Linked DNA regions of Mus musculus: region 2 is linked to region 1. The links are chromatin contacts, called in public Hi-C maps. All regions are on one chromosome and are shown on one strand. Each heading gives the region's core, a stretch centred on a gene start, on an enhancer-like site or on the middle of the called end of the contact. The rest is flanking DNA. Distances are from core to core; before and after follow the strand shown.

Region 1 (5,757 bases), core at 1,680-4,179:
GTCAAATTCAGAGTTTTGTGCGTGCTGAGCACACATCCTGCGCATTGTCCTTGCCCCCACTCTGAATGTTTGTGTCTTAGTAATCTTAGTTTTTCTGACCCATGATCAGGGTGTTTGGTTTGGTGTTTTGTTTGTTTGTTTTCAGTTACTGTTGAGTACTGCTGCTCTGTGTGTGAGAAGCACACACACACACACACACATACACACATACATAGAGACACACTCATACATAGAGGCACACTCATGGAATAGATCCCTAAGTACTTACTCAACAAGCACACTGAATCCCATCTGCATTCTGGCTCCTCCGATGGTGAAAAGCACCGTTTGGAGTTTGAACACACAGAACGGTGTGAAAGTTGTCATCCAATTCAGCATACAATGCCCTGGTGAAATACACCACTTTACTCTTATCTTTGCCTTGGTTTGCCTTAAATAGTAGAGATATTTTCCAGTCCATTTTGACTATAATGTTTAATGCCCCCCCCCCCCATTGGCAAAGTGAGGCTAAAGCAGAATAGACTCTTCCCAAGTCCTCCGGCTGGCTGTCCCAATGCCTCTGACTGAGACAGAATGAGGGTGACACTAAGTGTCATTCACTAAGAATAATTACATGTATCTATCATGGAACAAATGAAATGTGGGGATGGTGTAGATCCACCAGGCCTGGATCTCCCCTCAGTAGTTAGTTTGCCCTTGCAGTATAAGATTGTGGCCTCCTTGTCTAAGAGGTGCTCAAGATACCTGGACATGTTTGTTGTTAGTTGATGCCCATGTTTGCTTCTGTTGCTATGATAAACACCATTACCATAAACAGTTTCAGAGGGCATTTGGCTTACAGATTAGAATCCCTTATTGAGGGAAACTCAGAAAGGATCCTAGAGCCAGAAACTGAAACAGACTTTGGAGAAATGTTTCTACCATCTTGTTCCTTTTGCCTTTCTTACACAACTCAGGCACATTTGCCTAGGAATGATACCGCCCACAGTGGGCTGGGCCCGCCTTCATCCATTAGCAATAAAAGAAAATGCCTCATACACACATCTCTTTTCAAGAGTCTACAACACTGGTTCTCAACCTGTGTGTTGCGGCCCTTTCACTGGGGTCTCAAGGCCATCTGAAAACAGGTAATTACTTTACCATTTGTAGGAGCAATGAAAATACTCCTATGGCTGGGGCTTAAGCACAACCTGAGGAACTGTACTAAAAGGTCACAGGCTTAGGAAGGCTGAGGACTACTAACTACTGTGGAAGCAATAAGCAAATGCTAGAAGAGGCAACTGACCAGTGAAGCAACAGAGCGATCTTCCCAGGCTGGGGGGAGGGGGGGATAGAACCCTGACTGAGCTCCCTTACTACAAAATCCAACACTAAGCAATTCCCTGGAAGTTGAAAATGGAAGTTTTAAATCTAGATTTGTGTGTTTCTTTTACTAAATGTGAACCATGTAGAACATTTTTTTTAAATTCTAATTACCTGGTATTGATAGATTAATATTCTTTTTCTCATTAAAAAATCATTCTAGGTCAGTTCTCAGAAGCAGATCTTACAGGGTTTTTGGTTTTGTTTTGTTTTTTTTTTTGTTTGTTTGTTTTTTTATGCCTGGTACGGCATGAATTTGACAACCACATCATTACAGTTCACAGTAGCAAAAGGCTCACTAAGAGAGAGTGTAGAACAATTGCTGGTACTTAGGCAATACCAGAGGTGTCCTCTTTCTCCACAAAAGCCATCATCTTGGATATTAAAAGACATGACAGTGATCTCTGCTTTTCCTGTCCTCCAAACAGCAGTGGGAACTCAAGAGCAGTGGGTTCAGTGAGGAAGGAGAAGGGGGAAATGTCTTGGGGTCCAGGAAATTCAAAGGAAGATGCAGACTCAGCATCAGCTTCTACACAGTGGTCCATGAGAGATGCTTCATACCCTCCCTGGATGCTCATTGATTGTGAACTACTTCAGGGAGGCTGCACGTACACTGTTCATCTCTAAATAGAACAATCTTGGATACAAATAGGATTTGAGAAAGTGATGTTTTGCATATATATATAAATATGTATATATATATATATATATATATATATATATATATATATATATATATGTAATTTCCACTGATGGAATCCCAGTCGCTCAGGTGTCCTGTTGGCCTTCACATTTGGGACATTTTTAACAATTTTTTTTGTTTTTAACTTCTTATTGTATATGAATTATACACCATGCACCCCCAATCCCACTCATCTCGTCACCCCTTTACAGCATCTATATCTCAAGTCCTGGGGTATCTTCTCCATCCTTGCAACCTCCCCTCAAAAAATAGAAATAAAAATAAAAAAATTAAAACCTCAAAATCAAAACAAAACAAAACAAACAACAACAAAAATCTCACTGTGGAAGCTGCAGTGTGTCACAATGTGTCACACGGGTATTCCTTTGGCCAAACCTCTTTACTTCCAAATGTTCATTGCAATGAGTCTGGTTTGAGGCCTCTGGCTTCTGCTATACTATCAATACTGGAATCTCACTGGGGTTTCTCTCAGATATCCTGTTGTCGGTCTGTGTCGTGGAAACTCTGCAGCTTTGGATCTGCAGGACTGGCCCCTTCACACACTCCAGCATTTCACAGATGGGGCAGATGTTGGGGTGAGCATATTCAAAGCCCTGGATCTGGGCCTGGGTTGGAGTTGCTGAACCCATCAGCTTTCCTGTACCCAAGCCACCAGGCTAGGTCTACTGTGCTGCCCAGGTGAAGCGCGGGGGCTTTCTGCTTATTTTAAACAAGATATTACAGATTGTCTCTTTTTAATAAGTCCTGACCATACTGCAGTGTCTGGTCTTTAAGCATAGATTTCCAAATTGACTCAAGTGTTTCAGACGAGTTTCACCATAGGCAAGAGAGTCAGGGTTGAGTCATTCTTAAGCAATTTGTAACACGTAGTGTTTAAGCTCTTCCAACTTTGCTATGGTAACCAAAGAGACACCACCACCCAAGAACAGTTTTAAGTTCTCATCTTAAAATGACCTGGCATATCTGAACTTGTCTTCTGAGTTTGTCTGTAACTCTTTAGAACACTTAAGACTGTCCCTGACTGCATAAAAAATGCCTTTCCTGACCCCTGGTAACTGTTCAATGTTAACTCTTGACTTTACTGAGTGCTTACCTGTGTGAAAAGGCCTGCTTCCTTGTGTTGTGTAGATAGAAGTTTTAGCACACAACCTGACAGGCATTGTGGTTTGATTAATAGGGTGTGTTGTTTTGGTTTTTCATATATTTACCGGTGCTTAAATAACTGTGGCTAATTATTCTGTCCTTTCATGGGAAGCAAGTCATCGTAGCTTCTATTTAATCTGATAATATATTTTGAAACAATCAAAACAAAATGCCATTAACCTTTATGGTTGTTTTGAATGGCATTTTAAATGACATTTATAAAGGCTGTTATTGATCTTTCTTCGATGTGCATTTCCACAGGATGTCTTGCCCTTCACCCAGTAACAAAAGCACCTTCTACCCAGTTACCATTGCTAGTCAACCGCTATTGCATGTAGACACGTTGGAGTCAATTCTCCATAAATAACATCTGACTGAGGACTGGGATACCATGGTAGAATTCAAAAGAAATCTGGGCTTAGGAGTCAAAACAGACACATGGGGAGATCCCATGGAATCTCCTCTCCAGTTACAGCTGGATAGGAAGGAAGGCAAGGGGACTGGATTTTAGGAAGATGGAAAAATCAGCACAAGTGTTGTATGAAAATCCATGTGTTTGTTGAGGTCATCACACAACAACAACAACAACAACAAAAGGGAAGAAAGCATGAGCCAGGGACTGACATTATCAAAGAACGTGGAGAAAATTTCTGAAGTTTAACAGAAAATGGAGACTCATATGTACTCAAAGATCCCACATCCTTGGATTATGTGGGGATATAATCACACACTCCAGCACTCTAGCCTGAAGTGCCCTTTTTCCCTCTCGCTGTACTATCGAATGCTCAAGTAGCTTTGTCTAATTAGTTTGCCCTTTCATTGGGAGCATGCCATTGGAGTCGCTAGTTAACACAATAATTAATTTTTAAACATTCACAACAAAAAATGGAATAGAATGATTGGAAAAGAAATAGGGGGTAAAGTCTAAGGCCGCTATATCATGCTTAAAGAAAACTGTGACTCTCAAAAATCAAAAGAAACTAGTACAAATAAGAGAGACTGCCTAAGGAAAGCAACTACCTACTTCTCAGGCACTGCAACCAACCTGCCTGGGAGGGGCACCAGAGACTTTGAGATAGATCTAGGAGTTCAATTCAGCCACGAAATGAAGAGGCGTTGGTTATAGGGGAGTCTCCAGTTCACAGCAGTTAAGATTTCTGAGTATAAAGAGGAATTCAGGAACAGAGGGGATCAGATGAGGAGACTAACGAAGCTGAATGGGTGTCTGGTTTCCAAATGAGCCTGACAAGTCTGGATGCCTGGGATAAAAGGGGCTGGCAGACCTGCTGAAGTTCAGCCCCAGTAGTTTCCTAGAAAAAGGTGAGCAATCAGGAATGCCGGAGCAATAATTGAAAACAACTGAGTCTCTGTAGATGTAAACGGGACTGCCATCCAACCAGAGTCGTCTCCCATGAATTTCTGTCATTCTGTCCACTCTGCTGTCTTCCACTGGGCCTCCATCCTAGGCCTTGTCACTTCCTTGGCACCCCTCCCTAACACAGCATACGTGATAAGAAAGAAAGGAGGAAAATGAATGTCTTACACTCTAGACTGGAGGAAAAATTGCTTCCAGAATTCCCCAGCCGACTTACCTACGCTTCTATTTCACTGGTTACAAATAAGTCATGTGTTTATCCCATCAAAGGTAAAAATAAATAGTGTCTATGACTAACTTAGCCTCTCATAATTTATACCCAGAGGGCTAGGTCTGTACTCAACCAACACAGTTTTATGAACCAGGGGGAAAAGCTGTTGCATTTACAACCAACCAAGATGGCTGCAGTAGCTGTTTAGATTGATTCTCCATCCAGATGTGCTCTCCTCTCATGCGTGTTTCTGAAGTTTGGGGATAGTGTTAGCTTGTGGGATGACACAACATCATTTGTGAACACAACCCTTAGGCAGGAATTCACTTAAATGGACAGGAAATATATGTCCCTTCAGAATAAGGGACAATGGGACATGTTCAAGGTGGCTGGTTACTGGGCTTGGCTTGCTCTTCCCACAGTCTCATCCCTTCCTCCTCTCCCCATCTCCCATCTTCCTCTTCTTCCTCTTCTTCCTTCTTCTCCTCCTGCCTCTTCTTCCTCAACTCCTTCTCTCCTTCTTCTTTTTCTCTTCTTTTTCTCTTCTTCTTCTTCTTCTTCTTCTTCTTCTTCTTCTTCTTCTTCTTCTTCTTCTTCTTCTTCTTCTTCTTCTTCTCCTTCTCCTTCTCCTTCTCCTTCTCCTTCTCCTTCTCCTTCTCCTTCTCCTTCTCCTTCTCCTTCTCCTTCTCCTTCTCCTTCTCCTCCTCCTCCTCCTCCTCCTCCCCTTCCTTCTCCTTCTCCTCCTCCTTCTTCTTCTTCTTTCATTTCTAAGCCACAGGCCATTGCTATTTTGCCATAGCATACCATCCCTAGAACAGTACTAGCTAATCCCATGCATTCTTACCATTCAGATTGTCTTGCTATCTGAAACAGTTATTTGCCTAGTCTGTTCCTACTGTCTCTATCACCATACCCAGAATTTCATTTCAGAACTAGAAACCATCTTGAGGTTGACTGTAATTT
Region 2 (5,757 bases), core at 1,892-4,391, 580 kb after region 1:
CCTCCCAAGTGTTGGGATTAAAGGCATGCATCACCACTGCCGGGCAATAAGTGCTATTCTTACTCAAACTACCATAGGAATGATAACCAAAGTTGTCCTCTCGCCTCCACATGCACATACATTATCCATGTATCACCATCACACAATTTTGTTATTGTGCAAGCATCATAGAGCACTCATACTGAGGTGGCTACAATGTCACTCTATAATATTCTGCAATGACTACCATTGTATATGAGGTCCAATCATTTTCCCAAGCCTTGCTATACAGTGCATGCCTGTATATAAATCAGTCTAAGAAGAATTTAGGAATATGTTGTTTTAACACAATTCCCAAGGGTCTCTTAACTCATGTTATCTAATTCAGATATGACTATGCCCATAGTACAAACATTCAAAGAAGCTTACCATAAAGGAAAACCCATTAGATCTCAAAATTGAGCTTTGAGTTAAATCTGTTTGTTAGGAATGGGAATGTAAGGTTATTTGTAAATGGAAGATCTTGTTTCTCTCTTCATTCCTTTACATGACCTTGAGTGTTTATTGAACGCCATGTGACAAACAGTACTGTATGTGCTAGGAGGTGAGGGAAACTAAAATTAACCACAAGTTGCTTCACACTAACGGCCCTACTTTACTGGCAGAGAAAAGCGTGGCGTGTGCAGGTCATGCATAGCACTATTGGTATATATTTCATTCAGTCTATACCAGGTCCCTTTGGAATAGGAACAAAGGAATCCACAGTACAGATGAATAAACTGTGTAGCTCAAGGGCCATTAGCAACTTTCAAGAAGCATCCCACTAGTGATTGGCAAAATCATGAATAAAGCCCTATACCTAGTAGGCCTATGCTGTAATGGCCCACTACTAGCCTCCTGGTGCTGCATCTTTCAGAAAAGGATGAGTGGTGTGATGGTCTGATGGAATTGGTGTGTCAAAAGAGGTCGTACATCAATGGAATCTCTGAAAAATCTGCTAATAGGAACATGTTGCCTGGCTGGGAAGGGCAGCCAGAGAAATATATGACAGGTAGTATGGAGCAGGAGGACAAAAGTGCCCGGCAAAATACTATATGCCATCTACATATCATTTTTAGATAGATGATGATGAGGTGGTGGTAGTAAAATTGGTGGTAGGAACCCACAACATAGTTCCCTCTAGGTAACAATCAGGCTGTAACTAGAGGCCATTGCTGGGAGAAACACAGAGGTGATCTGAATCTTGATGTCTTAAGGCCCAGTATAGAATGGAGAAGAGAAAGGAGAGGAAGGAGGGGTTGGTTGACTGGGGAATTGGCTTATGAAGAATATAGTATGAGAAGTTCCATGAAAGTCTTGGAGAACCAGAGAGTAGGTAGCGCCGCTCAGGCTAATTTCAAAGAATGACCCATGGTAGGGAAGGGGAGCTTAGATTACAACCTACAGTTGGAGTCTGGAGGCCTGAAGGTGGCACTGGTCCAAGTCCTGGAGTCTAAAGCCTGGAGTTCTCATGGCCAATGTCAACAGAAGAAGAGGTCAAAATGCCTCTTCTGTGGTAGAAGGAGAGTACATTCTCTCTAGTTCTATGGTCTCCAGGTTCTTGAATGGTACTCACACACACTGAAGGTGAACATTCCCCATCAAATGTGCTCACACTCACTTCTCAGTCTCTTCTGGAAAGACCCTCGCAGGCAATCCCCAAACCACTCCTTAGTGCAATTGAGTTTGCCACCTGGAACTGTCACAAACAGGCCCCACATCTACAAATTAACTCAGCCTGTTTTACTATGGAAGAAACTACAAGTCCTTGTAGGAGCAGAAAGGTGTAACACCTCTCCACACCCACTGTAAGGGCCGCAGCCAACACTCCCATATATCAGGATGCAAAAGAAAAAGCATGATAAATGAAGCCTGAAAGAATTTGAGAAACCTCTTTTCGTTCAGGTAATAACGTGAAGGTGACAGGCTGAGGGGAAAGGTCTCGCAAAGCCGGCATGTCCACATTCTTGGCCTCTCCCTAACATTCTTTCTTCTGGAGGTTTTTGAGGTAGAGTGTCCTGGAATGAGGGGCTTCAAAGGAGGAGGGGGAAGGGAGAAAAGATCGAGCTTTCCATGTTTTATAGTTTAGTCTGAGGGAGATGCATTCTGATTTCTACAATGCACCTTGAAGTAGGGGAATTTTGGTTTCCGGGAACTGGCTTTGCTTTGGGGGACACACAAGGTATGAAAAAAGGACAGGAGCTCAGAGACACCTTGCTTCTGAGGCCTTTCCAATTCCCTTCCATTCAAGGCAGCCAGCACGCCAGCACAAGGTGTCCCATTTTGAGGTAATGCATTCTGAGCTTAATCATGAGCAATATAAAAATTATAATAAGGTAAGCTGTTCAGTGATGAATTTTAATGTCTTGGTTATAGTTGGGAAAGTCTGCGTTTGCTTCATTTAACATTGAATACATTAAAAGTCAAGAAACAGACTCGGAGCTAGCACCTAAAGCCTTGTGTAAAATATACTATTTTATTTAACCGTGGGAAAATGTTCATAATGTGGTTTTATTTTTATTCATTTTTCATTAGGTTCTGATGAAGTACGCCAAAGTTAAACTAGGGAATTGCTTATATGTTAAAAACAAAAACAAAACGAGTAAAGACTTGTTTGAATGGCGATCACTTGGAAAATAGGAAGAAAAAGAAATACGTATGTTGTCAGTTTCTCTGGAAAACCCTTCACCGTGCTGTTTGGGAAAAACAAAACAAATAGCAGAAGCTAGTACAAAGGGAACCAAAATTTCTCTTCAGGCCTAATGAGCAGGAGTGCATCTCTTCTAGCTCGTCTGGATTTCATTGATACCTTTAAGCCCCAGTCCTGGGAGACACAGCTTTAAGACTCCTGGAAACCTTGTTTACGTCCTGGAAATCTTGATTGCAACCGAATTCTGACTCCACTTTAAGGTAGACCTAGGAACGCTTTGGGCCTCAGTTTCCCTCCGTCTATCACCCCAGGACCTGGCAACTGTTGCAGGCTCCCCCCCCAGACATTACAAAGTGTGTGGAGCACGCCCGGCTCTCGGAAGCGCTCTACACCCGCGAGCTGTTACGTCAGTGGGTCCCTCGGCGGCGCCCGGGCTGTCCTCCTAAAATACTAGTACAAGAAGTATAAATGGCCCGGGAGAGTGCAGGGACCGGGCCCACGTGACCGCTCCACGAAGGCCACCGGCGGGGGCTCGGAGCGCAGGCCGCGCGCTTTCCCGCCGCATCCGGGCGCCGGGCGAGCTCCGGGGACGCCGGGCCCTGGCGGCGGCGGCGGCTCGAGCCGTGCCTCGGGCGGGTGAATCATCCCGGCCGACAGCGAGCGCCGCGGCGGCCCGTAGCAGCGCCGGAAGATGGCCGAGGCGGGCGCGGGCTTCCTGGAGCAGCTCAAGTCCTGCATCGTGTGGTCGTGGACCTATCTGTGGACCGTGTGGTTCTTCCTCGTGCTCTTCCTGGTCTACATCCTGAGGGTGCCCCTGAGGATCAACGACAACCTGAGCACAGGTCAGGCCCGGCCCGGCCCGGCCCGGCTCCGCTCGGCCGCCCCTCCCCCGCCCCGGGAAAGTTAGTGCAAAGTCGCGCGGCGGGGTCGCGGCCGGCGGGGACGCGCGCTCCGGGACGCGCCGCCTCAGGTGGCCGCCGCAGCCCCGCGGCCTTCGCGAGTCCCACCCCCACCCCCGCGCGCGGAGTGTCCCCTTCCGTCCCCGCGGGTCCCCGCCGAGCCCCGGGAGCTCGCGAGTCTCGCCGGCGCTCGAGCGTCCGAACCGCGCCGAGGAGGCATGTCCTGCTCCCGGCTGCGCCGCCAGGGCCCACGCATGGCTCGGGCCGAGGGCGCGCGCGAGTGGAGAGAGAGCCTTGTCCCGGAGGGTGTCGCTGTGGTGTGGACGGGGAGGGCATGTCCGTAGGTCCCTCTAGGAGCGTGGATGACGTGTCAGGTCACCCAACGGAATGTCGAGGGGACACGCGGACCGCGCGCGGGGAATCTGGAATGTCTGACGTCCCCAGCTGAAGTTGTCCTGTTCTCGGCTGAGCCCTCTCTAAAGCGCGCGGGGCTAAACAAGTGTGCATGTATGTGGTGACTGTGGTCCTGATAAACTTGCAGCAGGCCACCCCAGATGTTAAAAACCAAGGAGGGCAAACTTAGGCTAAGGACACCCCAGAGACAATTCAGAAACAAAATGCACGTTGAAGGAAGGCTTACAGCCCTTTGAGTCTGCAAATTTTATTGCACACTACGCTGGGAAGTCTTTACAGTTCTGACTTATTTACAGACATAGATACACATTCACATATATCTGTCTTCTGTTATTTTAATTTGCATTGTCTACAATACCAAGGTTGGAAATGAATTTCCCATGACCATAACTGGAAATGGAGGACCAGTGGGAAGTGGACCCTTTTAGATGCTTGCCACAATGTACTCATTTTGTTTAACATTATAAACCTCCTTTAATGTGAACCTGTTGCTGACTATGTTTGTTTCATAGTATCCTTTGGATGGTCTTTTTGGGAGGCAGACAGAATTCTGCACATAGAATCAGCTCATCCTAATGTAGAGGATGCTAAGCTGTTTGGCTCTGATTATTCCGAAGATCCCACCTTTTTTTTTTTTTTAATCTGTTAGCGTGACTGCTTGTCACATTGTAATATTGTGTTCCTTGCCTTAGGACAGACATTCTCAACCTGTGGGTCATGACCCATTTGGAGCTTGCATATCAGATATCCTTGCATGTCAGATATATACATTATGAGTAGCAAAATCACAATTACAAAGTAGCGAGAAAAAAGAAAATAGTTTTATGGTTGGTGGGTCACCTCAACGTAAATTTAGAAGGTTTAGAACAACTGCTTTAGGGTAAGGCTTTTTCCTTGTGACTTTGGTGACTAGAGAATAGATTCTAGTCTCAAAGACCCGTCCTTTAAACAAATTTGAATCTTTATTATCTATTTATAGGAAGGTACTTCCAAATTTTTTTCCTTCCAGAAAATTTGTTGTAGAATTTTTAAAATCTTGAATTTTGCATAATATAGTTATATTTATTTCAGAACACGTCTCTATTTCTCATTTCCTTAAAGTAGGTTAAATAGTCATCCAAACAGAATTATATGCAAGGCACAGAGGCCACACGCTAACACTTTAGACAGGACAGACAGGAAGGATTAAGAAGAGAGATGATTTTTTAGGAAGAGAGTTGGGATCTCCCCCAGCCCCAAGCAACACTAGACTTGGCATTTCTCACAGATAGTTTGCACAGGGACCTTTCTAATTGAGATTTTCAGCATTGGATGGGCCAGGCTGTGGCTCGTTCCTTCCTAGGCATCAGGTAGAGGCCCTTTTCTCTGTGGTGCGGGGCCTCAGTTTGTCCTGGAGAGTTTTGTGCATATTCTTGTCATAAAGGGGGATGAAAAGAGAAGCGCGTGGAGGGTTTTCATCTTTCTGCTATTTCTGTGAGAATGTAGTAGATGAGGAAGGGCTTTAGCACTGCTCTTGATATATCCAAGGATGGCGGTGAGCCACCGCAGCCGGGATTAGGTTTTTCAAAAGGCAGTGTGAGACATTGGATGGCATTTTTCTTCCCTTTTAAGAAAAAAGTGAGAAGTTCTTGTAGGAAGACGGCCAGAGACTCCTGTCAACGTATTTCCCTCCTTTTCTTGCCAAATTCTCTTTCCCATGGAAACAACTTTCTATAATGAAAGAACTTGCTGGCTGGCTTGCACAGCTCCAAGTAACTGCCCTCCAGTGGTCAAGCC

What was found. Hi-C and Micro-C count contacts between places; a contact is called where the count stands out from the background.
Region 2: a contact with region 1 is called in a Hi-C map of muscle stem cells, with 4 times the contacts expected there. The contact joins the promoter of St7 here to the enhancer-like site in region 1. A contact is called at or near these places in 7 of 39 promoter capture datasets (the 3T3-L1 cell line, the C10 cell line, cranial neural crest and 4 more), 4 of 484 Hi-C or Micro-C datasets (cerebral cortex, cortical neurons, embryonic stem cells and 1 more) and 3 of 115 datasets of contacts at active chromatin or transcription factors (embryonic forebrain, embryonic limb bud and pancreatic cancer cells).

What each region holds. Positions count from the first base shown.
Region 1 is chr6:17,106,497-17,112,253 of GRCm38.p6, forward strand. All of the region lies in intron 1 of Gm4876 (predicted gene 4876), which reads right to left. Among named protein-coding and RNA genes, the nearest start is that of Gm15473, 44 kb to the left of the region's middle. Within about 2 kb of position 2,930, at least 85 of the 459 cell types and tissues checked have an H3K27ac peak or open chromatin away from gene starts, as enhancers often do. A contact at or near this core is called in muscle stem cells and pancreatic cancer cells, where this site is marked.
Region 2 is chr6:17,690,853-17,696,609 of GRCm38.p6, forward strand. It overlaps St7 (suppression of tumorigenicity 7), which reads left to right and starts at 3,142. Exons shown (of 16, transcript NM_001289624.1): 1 at 3,142-3,510. The coding sequence starts at 3,360.